Regions from separate parts of the Mus musculus genome. Here region 2 is linked to region 1. A link is a contact called in public HiChIP or PLAC-seq data. All regions are on one chromosome and are shown on one strand. The core of a region is the stretch at or near the end of the contact, and the rest is flanking DNA. Distances in the headings are between cores, read along the strand shown. Region 1 holds the start of Btbd11 (BTB (POZ) domain containing 11). Region 2 overlaps Btbd11 (BTB (POZ) domain containing 11).

The links. HiChIP or PLAC-seq counts read pairs in DNA pulled down with a chosen protein or histone mark.
Region 2: an H3K4me3 HiChIP or PLAC-seq map of embryonic stem cells shows a contact between it and region 1, with 6 times the contacts expected there. The contact joins the enhancer-like site here to the promoter of Btbd11 in region 1. A contact is called at or near these places in 3 of 39 promoter capture datasets (the 3T3-L1 cell line, cranial neural crest and second pharyngeal arch cranial neural crest), 10 of 484 Hi-C or Micro-C datasets (cerebellum, embryonic stem cells, myocytes and 4 more) and 17 of 115 datasets of contacts at active chromatin or transcription factors (embryonic forebrain, embryonic hindbrain, embryonic limb bud and 8 more).

The regions. Positions count from the first base shown.
Region 1 is chr10:85,385,505-85,389,186 of GRCm38.p6, forward strand. It overlaps Btbd11 (BTB (POZ) domain containing 11), which reads left to right and starts at 1,310. Exons shown (of 17, transcript NM_028709.2): 1 at 1,310-2,974. The coding sequence starts at 1,825.
Region 2 is chr10:85,524,921-85,528,782 of GRCm38.p6, forward strand. The region is part of intron 1 of Btbd11 (BTB (POZ) domain containing 11); the gene reads left to right. Among named protein-coding and RNA genes, the nearest start is that of Gm40731, 63 kb to the right of the region's middle. Within about 2 kb of position 2,016, at least 25 of the 459 cell types and tissues checked have an H3K27ac peak or open chromatin away from gene starts, as enhancers often do. A contact at or near this core is called in cerebellum and embryonic stem cells, where this site is marked.

The DNA.
Region 1 (3,682 bases), core at 60-2,559:
GATCTTCGGCATTATTTTCCATAATAGCTATATCAATTTCCCTTCTCACCAATAGAGTACACTCTTCTTTATCCTCCACACCCTTGTTGATGCTTGTAATCTTTTGACTTTCTGATAATCGCCATCCTAACAGGCATGAGCTGGCAGCTCCTTATGGTTCTGATTTGCAGTTACCCTGATGGCCAGTGATGTTGAGTGTCTTCTCACATCCCTTCAGCCACAGTTGAACGTTCAAACCAGCAGTTCAAAGCACGTCCTTCCCTTGTCGACTCATACATTTACCACAACTCCCTAGCCCAATGTGGGATCCAGACAAATAAATAGATAGTAGCAAGCCAGCGTGACAAGGGCCCAGAAATGTGAAGCCATCGAAGAGGGTGGGGTGGTGGAAACACCCAGGATAGTTTTGGGAGATCAGGGTGGGCTTCTTGTAGGAATAGGATTGTGTAAGGGAGGTAGGAATCTTTGAATGAATAAGGTTTTTCCTAAGGTAGGTAGAGATAGACAAATAGCCAAGCAATGATGCTGTTAGACACAGAAATGCAGCAGACACACACATATATTTTGTATCTTTCTTTAGCTGAAAAGAATATTCTCCTGTGCACAAATTTAAGTTTGAGCAGTCTAGAGCATTGTCCACCAGAACCACAGAGTGGCCGGAACACACACACACACACACACACACACACACACACACACACACACACACACCCTGGAACTTAAGGGTAGATTCCTGTCTGCCGAACAAACCTAGAAAGTCCTGGTGACAGGTGGTTTATGGCTAGAGATTCGCTTCCCAGTGGCAATTATCAGTCTCCCCCTCACTACTTTCCTGTTTTATTTCCTTCCATGCTGGAGCAAACCCAGGCTGAGAAGCGGCACCCGCCTGAATTAGTCAGGGTGCCTGAAGAGGGAGGAGAAACGTGCATCTTGTATGGGCTGGTGGGAGGGAAAGAGAAATCTAAAATGCCAAAGCAGAAAGTAACCCTCGGACAAACACTTTATGAACCGCAGAGTGGAACAAATAACGATATAAATGATATTTTTGTCGATAGTTCGAAAGCAGAAACTAGGGAAGCTACAGTTGCAGGATGACTGTTCTTCTCCAGGCTTCCACCTAGGCCGCGGATCCCTCCTAGCTGCAGCCCTGGTCAAGGCCTGGGGGGGCGTGTCTGAGGGGCGGGGCCGCATGGAAGGGAGGAATAAAAAAAAAAAAAAAAAACCTAAGTAATTAGCATCCCCCGATTCCATTGGCTCTTCGACGGCCCTGCTTTGCATGCGCCCGCCCTCTGACTGCTTGGTTTGCTGGGGCTCAGCAGGGTTTTGCAGCCGCCTGGCTACAGCGCTTTAGTGCGGGGCGGGAGCTCAAGAGAACCGCGGCCCGGATCCCGGAGCCGGGGGAGCCCGTAGCCCGCCGAGCTGCGGCGGCCGTATCTGGGGCGATCTAGGTCCTATCGACACTGTGGCCGGCTCTCGGAGGCTTCTGCATCCGTCTGGTCCCAGGGAGGAGAGGACCAGACACTTTTATTTTGGATGAAAGGCGCGGGTCCTGGCGGGAGCTTCCTTCCCGGCCTGGCTCGCGGCTCAGTGCGCCCTCGCTCTGGCCCCGACTCCAGAAGATGACTTCAGGTTCCGCCGTGTATCTTCCCGTGGTGACGGCTCGGGGAGACAGGCGAAAGTAGTGACACTTGCTGGCAACGCCAGGTGGGAAAGTGAGCCTAGGCGACGTGGAGCCCCGCTGTCCCCGAGGACCCCGGTGCCCACAGATCCTTGCCTTTCCTTCCCCTCGGCTCCACGGCGGCTGCAGCATGAAGTGGCGCAGCGATGGCCAGGAGAGGTAAGAAGCCTGTGGTGCGAACGCTGGAAGATCTGACGCTGGACTCGGGTTATGGTGGCGCGGCGGACTCTGTGCGCTCCTCCAACTTGTCTCTGTGCTGTTCTGACTCTCACCCGGCGTCCCCGTATGGCGGGAGCTGCTGGCCGCCTTTAGCTGACTCCATGCACAGCCGGCACAACAGCTTTGACACCGTCAACACTGCCCTGGTGGAAGACTCCGAGGGGCTGGACTGCGCCGGTCAGCACTGCTCGCGGTTGCTGCCGGACCTCGACGAGGTCCCCTGGACCCTCCAGGAACTGGAGTTGCTGCTGCTGCGCTCGCGGGATCCCCGGGCAGGCCCAGCGGTCCCCGGCAGCCTGCCCAAGGACGCGCTGGCCAAGCTCTCGATGCTGGTAAGCCGGGCTCTAGTGCGCATCGCTAAAGAGGCGCAGCGCCTGAGCCTGCGCTTCGCCAAGTGCACCAAGTACGAGATCCAGAGTGCCATGGAGATCGTACTGTCCTGGGGCCTGGCGGCTCACTGCACCGCTGCCGCGCTGGCCGCGCTGTCCCTCTATAACATGAGCAGCGCTGGCGGCGACCGCTTGGGCCGTGGCAAGTCGGCGCGCTGCGGCCTCACCTTCTCCGTGGGCCGCGTGTACCGCTGGATGGTGGACAGCCGCGTGGCGCTGCGCATCCACGAGCATGCCGCCATCTACCTGACCGCCTGTATGGAGAGTCTCTTCCGGGACATCTACTCGCGGGTGTTGGCCTCCGGGCTACCTCGTAGCTGTAGCGGTCCTGGCCCTGGCTCCAGCTCCGGTTCTGGCCCAGGCCCCGGCTCAGGCCCCGGAGCCCCTGCAGCGGATAAGGAGCGCGAGACTCCGGGAGGGGGAGCGGCGAGCGGTGGCCCTTGCAGCGCAGCCAGCAGCGCCAGCGGGGGCAGTAGTTGTTGCGCCCCGCCAGCCACGGCGGCGACCGCAGTCCCGCCAACCACAGCCACCGCCGCCGTCGCCGCCAACCATCATCACCACCACCACACGCTTCACGAAGCGCCCAAATTCACCGTGGAGACCCTGGAGCACACGGTCAACAACGACTCGGAAATCTGGGGGCTCTTGCAGCCCTACCAGCACCTCATCTGTGGGAAGAACGCCAGTGGTAAGTGGCTCTGTCAACTCCGGGTTCAAGTTTGCCTCTCGTCCCCCTCCCGCGTCTCTCTGGCCACTCGCGCTCTCCACGGCCTTAGAGGTAGGGGCCAGAGTGGAGACAGCCAGGAACCCGTAGGTTCACTCCTGAGCTTGGGATCCGCGTGGTTGACACTGGTAGTAATGTTCCCAGAGCACACAGGGTTCCGCCCCCTTTGTGCAGGGCCAGGAGGTTGCTGCCTCCCGCAAGACAGGAGCAAAATCCAACACCCTTTTTATTTTACATTTAATTTAGTATGTTGTTTTACTCGGATCTGGCTTGAGACGTTTGAGTCTCGTGAATAGCTTCTAGAACCCTGTTGTGATCTTTAAGGGGCCACATTCCAGTACCCACGAGTTGGGCTAAGATCTGGAGGAGGCAGGTTCACTTGTCTGCCATGCAGTTCTCTCGCTTGCCCCAGGCCCTTTGGGGTCGCTGTGGATGCGCTAGGAAGGCATGGCTGAGGGCAGCGAAGGTGGAAGGATAGAGCTGGGTGGGCCTAAACGTGTTCATGTAGGTGGTGGTGGTGGTGGTGGAGAGACAACACTGCATTGCTCCAAGTTTTCCTGAACAGTTTCTGAGTACTTGAACCCAGAGCTGGAGATATAGGGGAGTGGGGGTGGGGTGGAGGGTGGCAAGGCCAAGTATTCCAGGCTCTGGCGGGTGATTTACATCTGTCAC
Region 2 (3,862 bases), core at 766-3,265, 140 kb after region 1:
ATTTGAAAATTGACCCTTTTCCATCTAAAGAGCAATAGCAACTTCACAGGAAGGGGGCTGAGGCCACCCCAGCCAGAGTCTGTAGCCTGTTCACCCCGTGCTTGGCTCAGCACAATTCATTATTGCTGCCACCGTGAAATGAGTTACTAGACAGGGCAACCTGGCTTCCAAGGATTGGAACTGGGGATTCGAACTCAGATCTGCATGATTATTCATCTGAGTAAGCGGGGAATTAGCTTAAGCCCAAGACCCAGAACAAGACGCTTATACTAATTCTCTTATTCTATTAGCCAGATGAAGAACTCAGCCTGGCATGTGTGTCCTGAGAACGCCTGAGCCCTGGCCTGCCATTGACAAACAGAGAATGGCACAGAAATGGCTCGTCTCCCTCTCAGCATCCGCTCTGCTCTCCTCACTCCCCCCCTCCTCAGTGAATGGCATCCCTGCACTATTCTTTGCACCACACTTTGCCCAAAGGCTGGCCCCCTGCCAGGTGGTAGAGACACAGTCCTGACCCTCCCCTAATACAGGGTGCTAGGCTGAGTGTGGCTTAAGGACTATTGGCTTGTCCTTTGGGCAGCTATGCTGAGCCCTGGGGTTGGGGGGAGGGGCTTAGGTAAGAGGACTAGCAAGCACAGATGTCTGGGGAGACATTGTAAAGGCACACGGAGGCTCGGTGAGAATTTAGAGGCAGAATATGGAGGAATCTCTCTTCCCTGCACCCTCTCCTGTCACAGACACTTCCATCCACTGACACCTAGTGATGACAACTTATTGACCAGACACCAGTGTTTCCATCTGAAAAAGAAATGGAGAGATGCTTGCTGACAGTGACTAGCTGCCTTCTCCTGCAGAGAGTGCAGGGACGATCCTTGGGGAGACGCCACTTTCTTGCCTGAGGCTGACACAGAATGGGGTGTGTCCTTGGCTCTCCTTGGCTCCTTCTCGGAAGCCAACACTTTTCCTTTTAGCACCAGAAGCAGGGATAGCTTTCCTGCCCCTCTAAGAAATTCTCACCATGCCTGACCCCTCCCACCCAGTCTCCTGTCTCTCTCTCTCTCTCTCTCTCTCTCTCTCTCTCTCTCTCTCTCTCTCTCTCTCTCTCTCTCTCTCTCTCTCTCCTTTCCTTCCTCCCTCTTAGAATGACTTAAGGGCCTGTAGTAGGCCTCTCCCTCCAGAGGTCTAACCCAACTCACTTAATATAACCAAAGAAAGTGGCATGCCCGTTAAAGCTAGCCCTTTGCAGGGAAAGCCAAGGGGGAAAAAGACTCAAGCTGAATTCTCTGCCTGTTTATTAGCTGTGTGCTCTGGGCAGCCTCTTGCCTTTCCACAGAGATAAACTCATGCCCTCCAGCACCAAGGGCTGGGAAGGCACTGTGTACTAATGCCTGCATTGGAACCTGAGCTCAGCAGACACTTGCCTGTGCTGCTCTTAGAATCAGAGTGACATTAAACACACCAGAGGCAGGTGCACACCGGAGGCTAGATTACTGAATAGAACTTTCCCAAGACCAGGCCACTGCTGCCTCGGGTGTCCCCTGGGGCTGAAGCTGCAGCAGGAAGGAGGCACTCTATTGGGTGCTCTTGGAGGAGGCTGCAAATAACAAGCCCTAGCTCCATCCCTTCACTGTCCCCACAAGGGAAGCTGTGGGGCCACTTGGCTGTGAACCATAGGGGGGGGTGCCCTGGGACAAAGCATCTCTCTAGGCAAAATCAGACCCTGACATGAAGGTAGGCTCTCTAATAGTGCTGGCTAGGTGTTTTGCTCAAGCTAGCTGAGCTGATGTGTATCAACTGAGCACTCCCAGAGTCCTGGTTAGAGCTGCACAGCAGGATCCTAAGAGAGCAGCTGGCAGATCCAGGCCTAAAGATGAAGCCCCATCTCAGTTCCTCAGCATTCAGACAGAGAAGTGGGCCATAGGCCAGGCTGTCCGCTGTGAGGGGCTGACAAAAGCTAGGGGTGCTTTGCAAAGAAGCCAGAAGGCTGCTCCCAGGCTTCCAGGGTGTGGCCAGGAAGCCAGGTGGCCCAGCTATCAAATGCCAGGAACCAAGAGGTACAGGAAAGGCCTCCTCCTGCCCTGACACCGCCCCAGAACTTGGGTTTTCCCCAGGCAGCACCTACCTTTCCTGCTGAGCCCAGCCTCTCTTCAACAGGGCCTTGGGGGTTATTCTGGGTTTTGTAAATCATTATTTAATTTATTTACTCTTTTACAACTTCATATGCATATATGTGTGTATATATATATATTACATATACATCATATACATATACTACATATACATATACATTATATACATATACTACATATACATCATATACATACGTATACAGTGTTCTTTAATCAAAGTCTCCCCCATCAGCTTTTCTTATGCCTTTCTTCCTCCCACCAAACCCTTTTGTCCCAGGTTCCCCTACTACTCTCAGTCTTTGTGTGTGTATGTGTGTGTGTGTGCCACCATATTCAATTTGCGCTACTTGCATGAGCATGGGACCGGTTATTTACTTAGGTAGAAGCCACATACCTGTGGGATCATTTTTAATGAAAGCATGGAATGTAGCGTCACAGGCCCTCCAGAGCCTGCAAAACAAGCCTTTGATGCTGCAGCTCCTATTAGGGGACTGTGGGGACACAGTGGAGCTGTCACTAACCATCTGGGAAAGGAAATAAAGGAAATGCAGAGAGAAAAAAGTGTGTGTGTGTGTGTGTGAGAGAGAGAGAGAGAGAGAGAGAGAGAGAGAGAGAGAGAGAGAGAGAGAGAACAGGCTTGTAATCATAAGCCCACAATAGAGGGGACAGGAGGGGACAACCAGAACTCCCAGATCATAGGGCAGCCTCTCTGAGTCTATGTAGTCGGAGACTCCCCCATGTCACCTGTTGTCCTTACCAATGACGCCCTCTCTCTGGTGTCTGGGATGAGGCAGTGGGACAGGGGCCAGCCTTCTTTAGTTGGCTCAGCCACAAAGCCACGTGACTCATTCTGAATCAGCCAATCCCTCCTATGAGCATCCAACCTGGGAGGGAGTCAGGTTCCACCTTACCAGCACAGCCACACCCACACCGGTGTTCCCACACTTAAAAGATCTGCAAGTAGACCAGGCTTGATCAGAGACCAGCCTGAACCTACCCTGGAAGTGATAGCTGAGCTGCCTAGGTCCAGCTATTGGAAACCTAAATTGGTAACTAAGAACAGACACTGGCCCTGGTGTGACTAGAGTTAGGCACAGCCATCCCGAGACCCTCATCTCTGACAGGAGTCGGAGGGGTCAGAAGGGCTCCAGAGATGTCATAGTCCAACCCCACAGTCCTCTTCTAGGTGCTTCTCACATATGTGCAACTTGGACTGTGGGTAAACCTTTCCTATTAGCAGCTGGTACACCTCTTAAGGTACCAATCCCTGTGTGCCCATTTCCCACTGGATAAGTCAAGGCAGCTACTTCCTGGGTCTCCAGGAGGACTAGTGATGCCACTTACAAATGGTCTCACCAGGCCCAGCACACAAGAACCCTCTCATGTGGCTCAGCCTAACCTGAATGCTGAGTCTCCCATGACCACCATACAGACCTCCAGACAGAACGACCTGAAACGATTTTCATGTTATGGAGGTCAGAATCCCAAACAGGCCTTGTTGAGCTAAGAGCAAGGGGTTGACTGAACCGTGTCCCTTCGGAGACCTGGTAGAGACTGGGCACAGCCTTTTGAAAGCCCCTTTCAAATTCATAGGTTCTGGCGAGCTAATGGTAATCATCTTTGAAGACCATTACTCCACTGACCTTGAAACTAGAATTCAACACCACAATTCTGATTCCTTTCACGTTTGATAATTCAGCCTGGCGCTGGAAGTGGCTTTCCATTATCCAAGA